Regions from separate parts of the Anser cygnoides genome. Here region 2 is linked to region 1. A link is a contact called in public Hi-C data. All regions are on one chromosome and are shown on one strand. Each heading gives the region's core, a stretch centred on a gene start, on an enhancer-like site or on the middle of the called end of the contact. The rest is flanking DNA. Distances are from core to core; before and after follow the strand shown.

Region 1 (7,055 bases), core at 2,547-5,046:
AAGTGTTCATTTTTTACTCACATGCCCAAACGTAGCAGTTTTGCTTCACACAAGAAATTCCGTGCCTGCAGTTCAAAGCACAGTCTTTATCTCATGACACAAGCCATTGAGAAAAACAGTTGATTGCACCACATATAACAAGCAACACCTCGTGTCTAGCATGGAACACGTCCCCAGAGGGATTTTCACTTTGCTAAGCACTCCACCGCAGAGCAGATGATGTTTGTAACGTATCACTTGTCATGCGAAGACTGTAACAGCAATGAGATGGGTCAAGTCAGAGCTCAGTCATGTTCCCAACACCACCTAGCTGGATCCACTTCACTTCTGCTCCTCGCACTGGCTTCATTGTATGTCACAATGGTTTGTGAATCACAGCCACACCTGTTTTAAGAAGTGGCAGACACACAGTTATAGGAGCAACTCCTGGGTTGCAATGTGGCTAAGAACATGCTGCAAAACCTAGGCCACACAAAGCACACAGAAATTTAATACTTAAGCTTCAGGAGGCACAGACCTCAAGCTTATGAATGGCCCCACAGTCATGTCTCCCACGGCCTGTTTACCTGCGTAACTCCTCCCCGTGCTCATGCTGGTTGGCAGTAGCGTCCACTTGTCCGTGATGGGGTTGTAGTACTCCACCGAGGCCAAGTTGCAGGAACCATCATCTCCTCCCACCACGTAGAGGAGACCATTCACTGCACACACACCTCAAAGCAGAGTGCAGACAGTTAGACGTGGGCTAACTTCTCCCCCACAACATTGCCTGCCATGTTTTGATTCATTCCCTAGCAGATACCTCATCTTCCATTTTTATTACTTTTTTGCAATATTGATTACTTATAGCACAATAGTCACATTAAAAACCACAGACAACTCCAGCTAAGCCCCGCAGAAAGGTTTATTGTGGTTACCTGCATTTCTTCTACACATATTCATGTCTGCTACTTGCTTCCAAGTGTTTGTTCCTGGATCATAGACTTCCACGCTCTTCCTGACTAGGGGACCGTCGTGCCCCCCGGTGGCGTATAGCAGTCCGCTGAGAACACCAACACCTGCCAAACAGAGCCCAGCGTCAGCCCAGCATATAGAGGAAGTGGTTGCAAGTCCCTGGATCTGCTACTGGGTATTCCCTGAGCCTCTCCAAGGCATTTCCAAAACACTACATGTGCCTCAATATCACCCAGCACATAAACAACTCTCCACTCAGCTGCCAAGCTGCAGGTACAGCAGGGTTGTACAGTAATCCTGGAAGATGCCCTGTCTTCCAGGGCTGAGCCCCTTCTCAGATCTCAGTCTCACAACGTTCTTCCACATTTATTTCGTTTCTTTAGACTGACTTGCTCTCTCTTCCCTTTGCCTTCCAGAGAGCTGCAATCTTCATCTCCACCTGCCTGACATTTTCTGCCATGGGGCAAACTTGCTTTTAGTCTGATGGCCATTTCCAGCAGCTCTATTTTCGCTCTTATATTTTGCTCTTCTTTTGCTTCTTCTTTGTGCCACTTGGCATTTGACTGTATTCAGCTTTTAACAACAATTTAATACTTTAAAAAGTCCATAAGCTAATCTAATCAAGTAAACACTCCAAGGCTTCTCCACCTGAAAAGCCTCCCCGTGTAGTGAGACAGGGGCACAGGCAGAGTGGCCATCCCTGCCGGGAGGGAGCTGCCATTCCCTCCAGCACTGCCTGCACTGGGGCCACCGTCGGGATTTGGGGACGCTCGTCCTCTCCTCCGCTAGATGTCAGCATGGGGACGGCAATGCCAGGAGCTCCGAGCACGGATTTCCTTCACCGAGCTGTACGACAGCTCAAATCATTGCTTTTGGTGTCATTATCAGCCCCTCCCCGGTGCCTGCTGGAGGGGCAAGTGCTGTGCACTTGGGTCACAACCAGGCCTTGATGTGCTCATCTTTCAGTTTGGGAAAAGCAAATTGTAAGGCTACTTGGCAGGCAAGAAAGAGTATTTGTAACACTAACCTTGCCACTCGTAGTTGTGCTCACAAAGCAGTGCTCAGAGCAGAATGTTTTGAGCAAAGAAAACTCACTGAAGTCTATCTCAGTACAGGCATCAAGACTACAATCCAATCCTTTTTTCCAGCCAGCAAAGATACAAAAAAAAGTTTTAGCAGGGGCCATTTCAGTTTAATTTTGTTGCCTTGACTTGGTCTGCAGGTCAGCCAGTGCAGATGTGCTGCACCAGGAGAATCAGGGAAGATCCAGAAGGAAAATCCACCTGACAACCCCCAAACAACAGCAAAGAGAAGGCAGAGCAGCTTGACTTTCCAGTCCCTGGCTAAGCCTGCAGCTGGCAATTTGGAAAGACAACTCTCTGCTTACAAGTGAGATGCATCTGTTAGAAAAGCTACTTAGAAACACTGAACATTATTTCATTAATCTAGAAATTAATTTCAATTTGGCAGATTTTAACGAAGTCAGAAGAGCTGCTGAGAGCTTCCAAGCAATTATGGCTCTTCTCCTCATGGAAGGGGGTGGATAACAGGTTGCACTTGCCAACCCAGCAATACTGAAGCATACTTTTCCTTCCTTTCCATGAACAGAGGAGAGCCCAGCGATTATCCACTTTTAAGAACACATCTTGGAGCCAGTACCTGCACCACTGCGCCGAGTGCTCATGTCAGCTACGTAGGTCCATTCGTTCGTGGCAGGGTTGTACTGCTCTACGGTACTAAGGCACTGACGGGACGCTCCATCGTAACCGCCCACGGCATAGAGCTTACCTGGAAGAGAGAGACATGGACATTATTAGCTTTACGGCTATGACTGACAGCCTCGAGTGAGGACAGATCCTGGCTGAGGCCCTGGGAGACCTGCCCAAACCTGCTGGCATGTCTGGGGAAAACCCTACTGAAAGGATCTGAGGTAGACTCACAGACAGGCGGGCCTGGTTTTAAAGCTGTAAAAGCTGTCAACTAAGTCAAGGAAACATCACAACAGCAGCTTAATTAGAAGCCAAAAGCCCGGAGGGTTTTCCAAATGACTTGTTGGCCCTGGAGAAGAGGTAATATCAAAGCACGTTCTGCTGATCAAGTGTTTCCTCCTGTTCAGGTGCCACATAGCAAGGTGAGCTGTCAAAGGTCGATACTGTACATTAATTACAATATCACATGAGCAATAAATACACAAAAGCTTCTTAATATAATACCTCCACGGAAACCTAGACCCAATTTTGAAGATTCTGGGCCAAACCAAAACAAACCAATGCTGCTAGTACAGCTGAGGCCAGCCTGTTTACTCGTGCCAAGTGATCTTAAGACAGAAGAAATCCCAGGAGACCTTCACAGCACGGTATGTTTATCCCCCCTGCAACTCAACTCAGTGAAACCTGGACAACAGCTACCTCATGAGAATATAAGAGCATAATCAGATGTCATGGGACTACACCATACACGAAACAAGACTGATGCTACACCAAAAACCTTGTTCACAGACCTGACTCATACGCTCTCCTAGTCTCCCTTTATCACCTACCAACTTTGCACACAGCTCCACTCACTGCCTCCTCGGGCTGTGATCATCAGACGTTTGCAACTGTGCTCCTCCTGTGCTGTTGCCTGCTCCACACCGTACTAATTGGAAACTGTTATGCCATGCTAAAGATAAGGTCAAACAAAACGTTTCGTTTGCTTCAGAACTGGTTTTGCTAAAGGAAGCAAAAGGTTCCTATCTAAATTGCTCCTTCTGCTGGATCCAAACCAAGTTGCTCAGTTCCAGCTCGTTCAAGCTGGGTGCTGACACATACGTGCCAACAGCTGCTGCTGCGATCCTCAAAGCGCCCTCCCCACTCACCTCGCCTACCTCATTCCCAGGCTGCCGCAGTATCAGCGTTTGCTATCGTCAGTCCCTGGTCATTTACGAACCCGACTAAATTATGCCATGCATGCCTGAAAGCCTGATGTCAATAAACACAGGTTTTAGTATTCCTGCCAAACCACCAGCTTGGGGCTGTGGGATGAACTATGCTCCTGTTCTCTTGCTGAGCAGATTTTCTGCAATGGGTGCTTTATCCACACGCTGTCTGCTGATGGCAACAGTGTACACTGCATAACAGTTTGCTTTTATCAACCAGCAGCAGCTCAGGAAGAATAAGATTCAAAGAAACCGGCACACACCTAATGGCACGCACAGAAGGCATGGGCTGGTCTCATACAGGCCTGAGGTTCTTGGAAAGCTACACACGATTTTTCACCAAGATAAGAAGAATGGAAAAAGCTACAAAGATTATGTCATATATAATAAATCTTTACCAACTGAAGACAACTTAAAGAACAGATCCTGCAGTTGCTTCCTATTGCACTTAACCATTCAGGCCCCCGTGTGACGCAGTAACATTTGCTTGATGGAAATGGCTGCTGATTTTCTTACCCTCCACAACTCCAACTCCAACACTGCTTCTTCTTGTGTTCATGGGAGCCACAAAAAACCACTCATTGGTTTTATAGCTATAGGCCTCAACTGATGCCAGACCTAGTTAAAAAGGGGATACACAGGTTTTCTAATTAAAAAAAAAGAGAAGAGAAAAAGATTGGTGTTGCACTTTCATCTGCCTTCTACCTCCTCCCCAGCCTGTAATTCCCCCCACACTCCTACAACCCAATTTTGCAGTCCCTTTCCTTTAGGGCTGGGGCCAGCATGTTAACGCCACTTCTCCAGCAGCTGGAAAAATTGTTATCACATAGACCCTGTCCCGGGACACCAAAGTGGAGCAGAGTCCAGATTCCAAGCCCAAAAGTCACATTCTTTCAAGCATTATAAAATGTCCACACAAAGGTTTAAAAATTACCCCAGACCCTGTTGTATTGTACTCATCACCAGCTGAGATAGTCAGTTTAAGGCTAAACCAAGTGGCAAAGCTCTACAGCAGAGGTGTGAATCTAAACATGCCATTTATGCCAAACTAACTCCCAGACGCACATACCCCATAAAATGCCTTGTTCGCATTTCATTCATGTTACACAGATTTTAACTAAAACTGGGAAAAATCCCTCTTTTAAGAACAGAGTAAGAATGTTCACATAAAGAACAAGACTGAAAGAACCGTATCACTACAGGAAAAAAGCCTTGGTGAGACATTCTGCAATTACGGAAGGGTCAGAGTGAGCATATGGTTAGGTATAACACAATATGCCCAGTCTCTGGCTCATTCTCCATAGAGAAATTGCTCTGGAGCCTCACTAAAGCTCTGCAAACTTTGCTGGGGACTCTGAAAACATTGTTTTGGATCAGGCACTGCCTGGTTTCTGTTCAGTCACCTACCTGTGCTGCCATCAAAGCCGCCCACTGCATACAGGAGATCGTTGAGCACAGCCGCACCTAAAGTGCTTCGTCTTTCCTGCATGCTGGCTATGGAGGTCCACTGGTCCTTCACGCCGTCATACACATCGACCGTGCGTACCCTTAGCGACCCATTAAAGCCCCCGACAGCATAAACATTGCCAGCCATAAATACAACACCTGGTAAAAGAGCAGAGGGATTTTATGGAGGTTTTACAAACATGTTAGGAACCAAGTATCATCAGACGTCTGCCAGGGTGTGTAAGACAGCAGGGAAGAGCAGAACGTGTGCAAGTCTTGAGCATTTTCTGCAGGTTAGGAGCTCTGGAGCCGAGCATGATAAAGTACATGTGTCATAAGGATAGTGAAATGCACATAAACACACAGCAACATAAGGCACAGATGGATTTCAGATCTGAATGAAAGTTTTTTCTGAGTCAGAGAGGATACCAAATGGTGATCCACATTCACATCCATCTCGCACGTCTTCAGATGAACACTCAGCTTACAGATCCAGCCTCCATCACCCTGTAAGCACACCGAGGGCCTGACTCAGCTCCTGTGATTTTCACTAGGAAACCAGCAAGGAAAACTGGATGCCTGTGGGCTTCCACGGCCAGTGGAACAGGAGGAGGAGGGGAAACAGATAGAGGAACAACCAGGAGAAAGAGATGATGAAGCAAGGGGACAGGCAGAAACAACCCCTATAAAAGCAGGATATCCACCTGAATGTGAAGGACACGTGCATAACGACGGAGGAGAAGGAATGGCAAAGAGCTGTTTGAGGCTGGGGACAGAGAGGAAGGCGGAATCATAGAATCATAGAATATCCCGAGTTGGAAGGGACCCATAAGGATCATCAAGTCCAACTCCTAAGGGATTGAGAACACAACTGTCCAGCCCTGAAGAGCTGCACTGGGAAAATGAAGAAGGCTGTAAGTTCCCATTACCTGCTCTGCATCTCCGGGAAGGAAGCTCAGCAACCTGATCCCACCGTTCCTCCTCAAAGTCATAGCACTCCACACTGCGAATGGCTTTGGGCGCTTGCCCGCCCACCACAATCATCACCTGGAGAGGGAAGATGAGAGCTGGGACACCTCAGACATCAGCCCAGGCAGCTGCTCTCTGAAAAGAAACCATCAACACAACCTGGTCTAGAGCAGCTGCCACCTAAACACTGCAAGGCCACCAAAAGCCTCTGCAGAGAGGGTTATTTAAGTCAGTTCTATTCTTGGAGAATAAAACTACCTACCTTTTAATGCAAACTAAGTGTGGCAGCCCCAATTACCCCTTCCTCACTGTTTCTGGAGTGGGCAACCTGCCCTATTTCCCCCCAAAACACAGAATTGCTTTGTACCACCGTGCGTGTAAGGCTCACTGCACAAGTATTTTTAAGTGAAGAAGATTCCAGCATAAATTCCACAACCAGCCCACTCTTTAGTCATTATCTCCATGGTGGTGCTAAAAATAATCGATGCCACTTAGCAAATAAAACCTGACAGCTGTATTGCCACCTGCAGGGAAGATGACACTTGGGGAAATCAGGACTATTAAGACCCAGGGATGCTGGACTTCTGAAGGAAGTGATTTGTCAGCTTCATTAGGGCCTTTGGCTCCGACGTGTGTTGATGCAAATCTAGTAATTAAGCCTTAAATTCTTCACATTAGGGAAAAGAAAAATCTACGTGAAGGTAATCAACAGCAAATCTCAGGGGCATAAGAAATCCTCTGCTGGGTCCGTCTGAGAACCCACCTAGACCCA
Region 2 (7,055 bases), core at 1,412-3,911, 37 kb after region 1:
ATGCTTTCTCCATATTTCTCAGAAAAATACTGTGAAGAGGCTACCACCACTCAGAGAGATATTTAAAAATCACAGATGTAAAAAAAAAATAATAATTTTTCCTTTCCAAACTCAAAAATCTTGCACATAGAGACTCAGAGTACCAAGCCCAACCAGACACCATTATGTATTTTCTCCATAAAATTAAAGGCTCCATCAGCACAGCAAAAAGAATCAGGATTCTGGGATAACTTGTTGCCAGATGTGTACATTCAGGTTAAATCCCCCTTGCCCACGGCTGCTTCTGCCCCTGTGCAATGACATGGGCACATGACACCACTGAACAACTCAGATGTGCAAGCTAGCAGGATATTTGAGTCCTGGCAGGCTTCGGACCGGAGTCAGAGGTGATGCAAGCACCAGTAATGTGTTCCTCATGAACTACAAAAATGGCAAATTAAAAACCAGGGGGAATTCTGCTGTCATAAAAGCCACAGAGTGTAAAATTTAAGGCCTAATCTGCATGACATATTTTTGAGTCGAAATGCAAGGCAAAAGTACAAAAACAGGAGCAGAACCTTCCCACAGAGCCGCCAGCCCACTCACCACCACAGCACTTATCAAGCAAGGTCATTTTCTAAAGCCTCCTCTCAAGTCTCGTTCAGAGCAGGCAAAGCAGCTTTGCTGCGGTTCTATACAACATGTCCTTTCCAACGAGAAAGCAAATTAATATTTCCAGCTTTCCTTGCCAGGAGTCAAACCCCACTTTGTTACTGCCTGTGGCCACCTCCAGGCTTCCTTCCTCTTCCCAAAAACTAGAAATGAAAACAGCAATTTGGATAAGCATTCTTCACTTCCAGAAGCAGAAAGCATGCCAATGGGGGCAATCAATCCTTCATGTCCTAAAACTGGACAGTCTAGAACAAAAAAGAATGAGGCAAAACAACCCAGGCACTTTCCAGGTGACTTCTTCCCCGCTGAATCCCCAGCAAGAGGGCCCCGTGCAATATGGGGCCCAATATGTGACAGCGCCAAGGATGAGCACAGCCTGGGGGTACCAAAACAGCTCCTCTCCACTTCCTCAAACACTAGGCTCATTTACATAGACAAAGGAAAAAAAGAAAAAGAAAAAAGAGGAAAACACTCTATAGCCTAACATCTAACATGACAATGTAAGATTTCAAGGCACTGGAAATTAATATCTGGACATTAATATTTCATTTAATATCAATAGCTGGTTAGTCATGCCCTTGCTGGAAATAGAAGCTGTACAGTGTAATTTAGAGAGACATGACAGTTGTGAAAGGGTGCATTGCACATTAAATACTCAAAGAATTGCAACTGTGGGGTCGCTTAAGGGTAGAAAGCTGCCCTTCAGAGCCTGGGAAGTAACTCTGACAGGCTGCAGCAAGTGCTGTCCTTCAACAGAGGGAAAACACCCAGAATTTGGGGGCTGACCCCGGTTTAACTTTCCAATGTATCATATTTAAACAAAACTTGTGTCAAGCCCTGAGGATCAGTGCTACCAGCAGGTCAAGCCCCCTCTCTGTTCCCCCACCCCCTGCAAGGTCACCAGCACAACTTGAAAAGGAAGCGCTCAGCATATCCTGTTCAAAAGAAAAATACAAAAAAGATACAGCTTAGTGTTTAGCTTGAAGCTGTACAAGTGTGCTGCTGGTGTAGGAAAGGCACCCAGACAGCAGGGAGGAAAAAGGCATGCAGAGAAGGCGGCGAGTGCTGACCACCTCCCCGGCACCTCTGTAGTCCCTGAGCAGCAATAATCTCTTTTATGCATTCAGCGGGCATTAGGTCGACTCGGAGCATTTCTGCACGCAGGTCTTGGAGCTAAATCGTCACCTTGCAGGAAATAAAGTACATATGGCCCAGCAAGTGTGCGAGGAAGGCACAGGATCCACTCCTGCCTGCCCTACCACTCATGCTGTCTTCCACGTACGCACAGGTACATCGACCCCCGAGGCTTTCACAGGCGTTACAGACTTTCATTCATTAGCCAAAAAAGCGCCATATACCTGCGGGTACGCCTCTGATTTAATTCCCAAGTCAGCTGCCGGAGGTCCAAGCAACACACAAGGCAACCACAAGCCCAGCGCTCCGCGAGGTGTACGAACCGCTCCCGCAGCACGCCAGCCCCGCGCCGCTTGCGCTCCAGGTGCAAAAGCGATAATTTTATTATTATTGATTTTTTTTTTTTTTCTTTTAACCGCCGCCTGGAGCAGCCTGCCTTCCCTCGCTGCTGCCTTCCAGCACACACCTCGCCGACAAACGCCCCGCTCCGCGGCGAGGCAGCCCGTCACCGTGACACTGCAGCATCCCCCGGGCGGCGCAGGGGGGATCCCACCGGGGGGGGGGGGGAAGGAACCCCACCTTGTGCGGTGGATCCCACCCGAGCAGCGGGGCCGGGGCCGCCGCTGGAGCCCGCAGCCCCCCGAGGCGGCACCTACCTCTCCTCCTCCATGGTGCGGCGCGGCCGGGCTCAGCGCCCCGGGCCCGGCATGGCTGCGAGCGGCCCCGGGCCGCGTCCTCCGGGCGGCTGCCGAGCGAGGCGTCCCCGGCGCGCCCCGCCGCAGCCACTGCAGCCCGCGCCGCCCTCCTCCTCCTCTCCTCCTCCTCTTCCTCCTCCCCCTGCTCGCTCGCCGCTCGTCTCCGGGCAACAGCAGCGGCGGGGGCGGCCGCAGCTCCGCCCGGCCCGGCCCGGCGCTGGGGCAGGCCCCCGGAGCAGGTGGGGGAGCCGGGAGGCCTCAGGCCGCCCTCAGCCCGCCGCTGGGTTCCACACGGAGGTAGCGGCGTGGGGGGGGCTCTGGTAAGGCCAGGAATAGCCTCCAGCCCAGCCGGACGTGGTTCTTGTGCAAATGGAGTGCTGGCACGCTGGAGGAGAGGTTCCAGGAGTGTGGGCGGCCTGGTACAGGAGGTAGCGGAGCAGCCGAGGGATCGCAGCCCTCTGGGCAGTGCTCTGGGGACGCGCTCTGCTCCCTGCCCTCGCTGGAAGAAACAGGCAAGCAAGGAAGGCTGTCCTCAAAACCGCTCCTTCCCGTCCTCTCCTTTCCTACATGAACTGCAGCCCCGCTTCGCATCGTTTCCAGTTTTGCCAGGGATGATGATAACCCAGATAACGGGGAGGCTTCTGGATTTTGGCCTTCTACGAAGTCCACAATCTACCAGGCCAAACGCTTGCTGCTGTGGAGGGAATGTGGGCCCTTCTAAATTGCAGGTGCTGTGCAGCCTGAAGGACCGGAGCCGGACTTGCTGTTCTTACTTTCATCTGTATAAATAGAGGGACTTTTGCATGTACTTTTTTTTTCATTTTATTAAAATAATTTCCTCAATCTTATTCTGCTACAATGAGGCCCTAGAGGTTAATTATAAAGACAAGAAACAATTGCTTTCTTCATTACTTTTCCATTTACAAGATGTGCTTGTGCAGTGGAAAGAGGTAAGCAGAAGTGCCCAAGAGATTTCTATTGCAAGATGCCCTTCTTTTTTGTAAATAGTTATCACCCCACCCTTTTACATTTCCCCTCCAATCCTTCTTCATACCAAACTAACTTCCATACATTCTTTAAAATATATCAGCAATAACGATTTCATAGATTTTATTGCACCTTCCACATGAGAATTTAAAAAGCTTGTTGAAAAACTTAACTGGTCATCATTCCCATTCTTCAGATAAGAAAAACCAAAACACCTGGAGGCTAAAGGACTTTATCAAAGCTGCATGGGGATGGAGAGTCGAGAGTCCTGCTGTTTAAACACCATTTGGCAGTCCTCCCACAAACAGAAGAAATACAAGGCCATGAAGTCAAACCTCATACAGGATTCAGGTAAAAGGAATGATTCCTGCATTTCCCTTTGAGAATCCTGTTAAACTAATTGGTTTAACACATTAGATCCTCAAGGACTTCCCAAGTGTCCGTGCAGTCTTACCGTCCTGATGCACAACGTGCAAAACTATAAGACAAGTTCAAATCAGAGAAAAGGCAGCAATACTAAAAATAGTAGTAATTTATCTAGAAAATGAGGGCTGGAACTTGTTTCCATTGAATAAGTCCCTTGACAGTCATAAAACGTTCAAATGCAAGAGCAAGTCCTGCAATTGCTGCCAAATACCTGTCTATTTCTATTAACACAGTTATTTAATAACAAAATAATATGCTTTCACTATAAAAATCTACACTTCAATCAACAGCCCAGGGTACGAGGCACATAGAGTGCACCAAAATAGCAAACCTGCTTTGTCCAGCCAACACTGTGCTCTACAAATGCCCACAGCAAACACAGGAAGGTAAATCCCAGCAACAGGAAAGAGCAAACCAGTGAATAGTCACAGCTGCGATGGAAAAATGCATGTTCCAGTAATCAGAGATTACCTTTATAGTAGCCTCACAAAATAATCGTGCCAGGATAACACCACAATGTAAACATTTTTGGCTTGTTTTTAAGTACAAAGAATGTTATCTTGAAAAAGAAGCTTTTTAAAAGGAATTAACAGCACTTGATGGGTGGAATTGTTCAAAAAAAATCCTACTAGGAAGAATTTAGGACTATTTAGGATATCTAATCTATTCTCAATCACTGGCAACCATATAACTGACACTCGGTTTTGAAAGGTCCACAGAACATCCATGCAGTCAGTACTATGTACCATGGCCTACCAAAACCTTCCCAGATACCCGTGACAACCTTCAGATCTACAGTAGAAGACCAAACCCCACAGCTCTAATGAGCTGCAGGGAGAGATGAGGAGAGATCAAAGCATTGCCAGTGACCCGACAACAGTAAGGAACTACTTCAATAAAAATGCCAGAAAGGGGGGTAATAAAAACAATCCCTGCCAATCCCATACAAAATTCTCACCTGGCCCAAAGTCTGGCAACTTGCTTTAACTCTGAGTTTGTCAGTAAAGCGCACTGAGTGTTTTTAAGAATTTAATTCTGTGAATAGCACCAACATGTTCAGACAACACCCTGTCAAACTCCAAAGCTTCAGCAGAAGCCAGGAAGACCTCCCCTCCCAAAAATCCAGCAGCAAGCACTCTTTTTCTCTCTGCATCAAGGTGGAAAAAAGGGCCTGTCTGTCTCTGCAAGGCAAACTACAGGAGCAATGTATCACAGGATCATAGTTTAAAAAACAGTGCAAACAGTGATTCAGTAACAAAGGTGCCTCAGCAGAGAAGCCCTGAAAATATCTGCTTCCAAATATCAAAACCCAAGGCTGTTATTTTTAACTGGATTGTTCCCTTCTTCCTTTTATGATATGCCTAACATACGACCAGCCATTCATATTAGCAAAGCACTGCCAGAATTTAGAACCCATCATTTTTATATTAAAAAAAAAAAAAAAGCAGCTCAAGTTTCGCTCCTGCAGCAACCCAAAGGGACCCAAGGCTGAAAACGAAGCTCTAGGAGACCTTCTAGGTAGGGACCTATCCTGAGCTGGAATCAGCAATGTTTTGAAAGCTGAAGAGGTAAAAGACTCCCACCGAAGCTGTGCTTCCTGAAGCATGCAATCTGTAAGGACAGAGGCCGGGAGCACCCACCCGAGCCCCCTCCACCCGCCGGGCCCCAGGAAGGTCCTGCTCCCAGCAGAGGAGCTGCAGGAGCTGTCACCGCTCCCAGACTCTGAGACTGTTGCCCTCTGCTGGCAGATGTGCAATTTCTACACTCCTGTCTGCCACACTCCATTGAAATTGGGGTTTATGAAACATGCTTTCCTTTAATCTTTAAAATGAATCACCATACCTATAAGGATAGCATTCTTTCTCCAACAGTTTCATCATAAAAATACCAGCTATAGAATAATAACCTGGCCACCTTCACCCCCAGGCTGTTATTTCTGGAGCACAAGGCATTAAACTGCTCACCCAGCCCGGCAGTAACAATTAGCAGAAAACAGGTCTTCCTGCTCCTCCTCTGACCCTTTCCTGTAGCATAAAAAAGTGATGTCACCCGCAGGCAGCGATGTCAGCAGCACGAGCTTCCTGCAGGTTATCGTATTATATATGTATCAGAGACTTGCTGGAAGATTCTCAGACAGATTTGATGACTTAGAATTGAGCATGCAAAAGGAAAAAAATAAAATGCAGGAAGAAAGCTGTAAAAACAGCTCTTGTGGATGCTTGAACAAAGGTAAAGGCCAGTATTCAGGTGGCCTAAATGCTACGTCCTGCTGCCTAATGCTGCCTTAGTTTTGACTCCCATTTCTGCACCGTCTGAAGTGTCCTGTTCTTACCACAGGCTGGACACGGGGACCTGAGCAGAACTTTAGGCTGTAATCCAAATGTGGGTCATTTTAAAGTGATTCTTTTTTAATATATCCCTTAATTCTTTCACAACTGCTTTTGGTAATAAGGGGAAGCTACCCATACATTTCATAAAGATGCTGCATGGCTTCGTGCCTGTATGCAGTAACTCAAACCAGCATGAACAAAGCCACGCTAATTCAGGACCTCCCCGCCTCAGTCCAGGTCTATTCACTATTACTCCTTGTACACTTAATGCTTCGCTCTCTTCTTGATTTTTTTTCTTCAAAAATTACTTTTTGTTGTTGTTGTTGTTCTCTGTGAAAGCCAGGAAGCAGCCCACCACCCTGGTACTGGAACACAACATGCTGAATGTTAATGTGAAGGAGTAAATCACATTAATGACACTCATGAAAATTTTGGCAAGATTGCTTCCCATAGACACATTATTTCACCTGAATAGAAAAGGCTGTCTCATGCAGCATGCCCTCCTGGCAGATAACATTGTCCCTCAGTGTTTTCTGGGCAAACACTTTTTTTTTTTTTCCTCTCTTTTTCTCTCAATCTCCATAGCAATTCAGAATGGGAATTGTATGCCAAGGGTTCAGCTCGGTTTTCTGTTCGCTTAGCGAACATTCACGGTGCCCTTTTCAGGGCTCAACTTTCTCATCCTCTCTCCATGCAGAAATACACTCTGTGGGGAAGAAGGAAAACACGCGTAGAGAAGGCACCAGAGAGCACGGGGCACCAGCTGCTTGCAACACTTCTGGCCCAGAGCAGCACTAGCGCTAAGACAAGCCCAGCTCTTCCTTCCCAGCTT

Evidence for each region. Hi-C and Micro-C count contacts between places; a contact is called where the count stands out from the background.
Region 2: a contact with region 1 is called in a Hi-C map of liver, with 2.6 times the contacts expected there. The contact joins the promoter of KLHL3 here to the enhancer-like site in region 1. A contact is called at or near these places in 3 of 7 Hi-C or Micro-C datasets (fetal liver, granulosa cells and liver).

Annotation. Positions count from the first base shown.
Region 1 is chr14:4,582,960-4,590,014 of Taihu_goose_T2T_genome, forward strand. KLHL3 (kelch like family member 3) reads right to left here. Exons shown (of 15, transcript XM_048057261.2): 9 at 6,244-6,361; 10 at 5,276-5,473; 11 at 4,385-4,486; 12 at 2,611-2,739; 13 at 915-1,055; 14 at 567-710; 15 at 1-384. The coding sequence ends at 356. Among named protein-coding and RNA genes, the nearest start is that of KLHL3, 38 kb to the right of the region's middle. Within about 2 kb of position 3,797, at least 1 of the 3 cell types and tissues checked has open chromatin away from gene starts, as enhancers often do.
Region 2 is chr14:4,621,464-4,628,518 of Taihu_goose_T2T_genome, forward strand. It overlaps KLHL3 (kelch like family member 3), which reads right to left and starts at 2,662. Exons shown (of 15, transcript XM_048057261.2): 1 at 2,442-2,662. The coding sequence starts at 2,455. It overlaps LOC106032789 (a long non-coding RNA gene), which reads left to right and starts at 2,690. Exons shown (of 4, transcript XR_001205047.3): 1 at 2,690-3,430; 2 at 3,664-3,818; 3 at 6,921-7,055.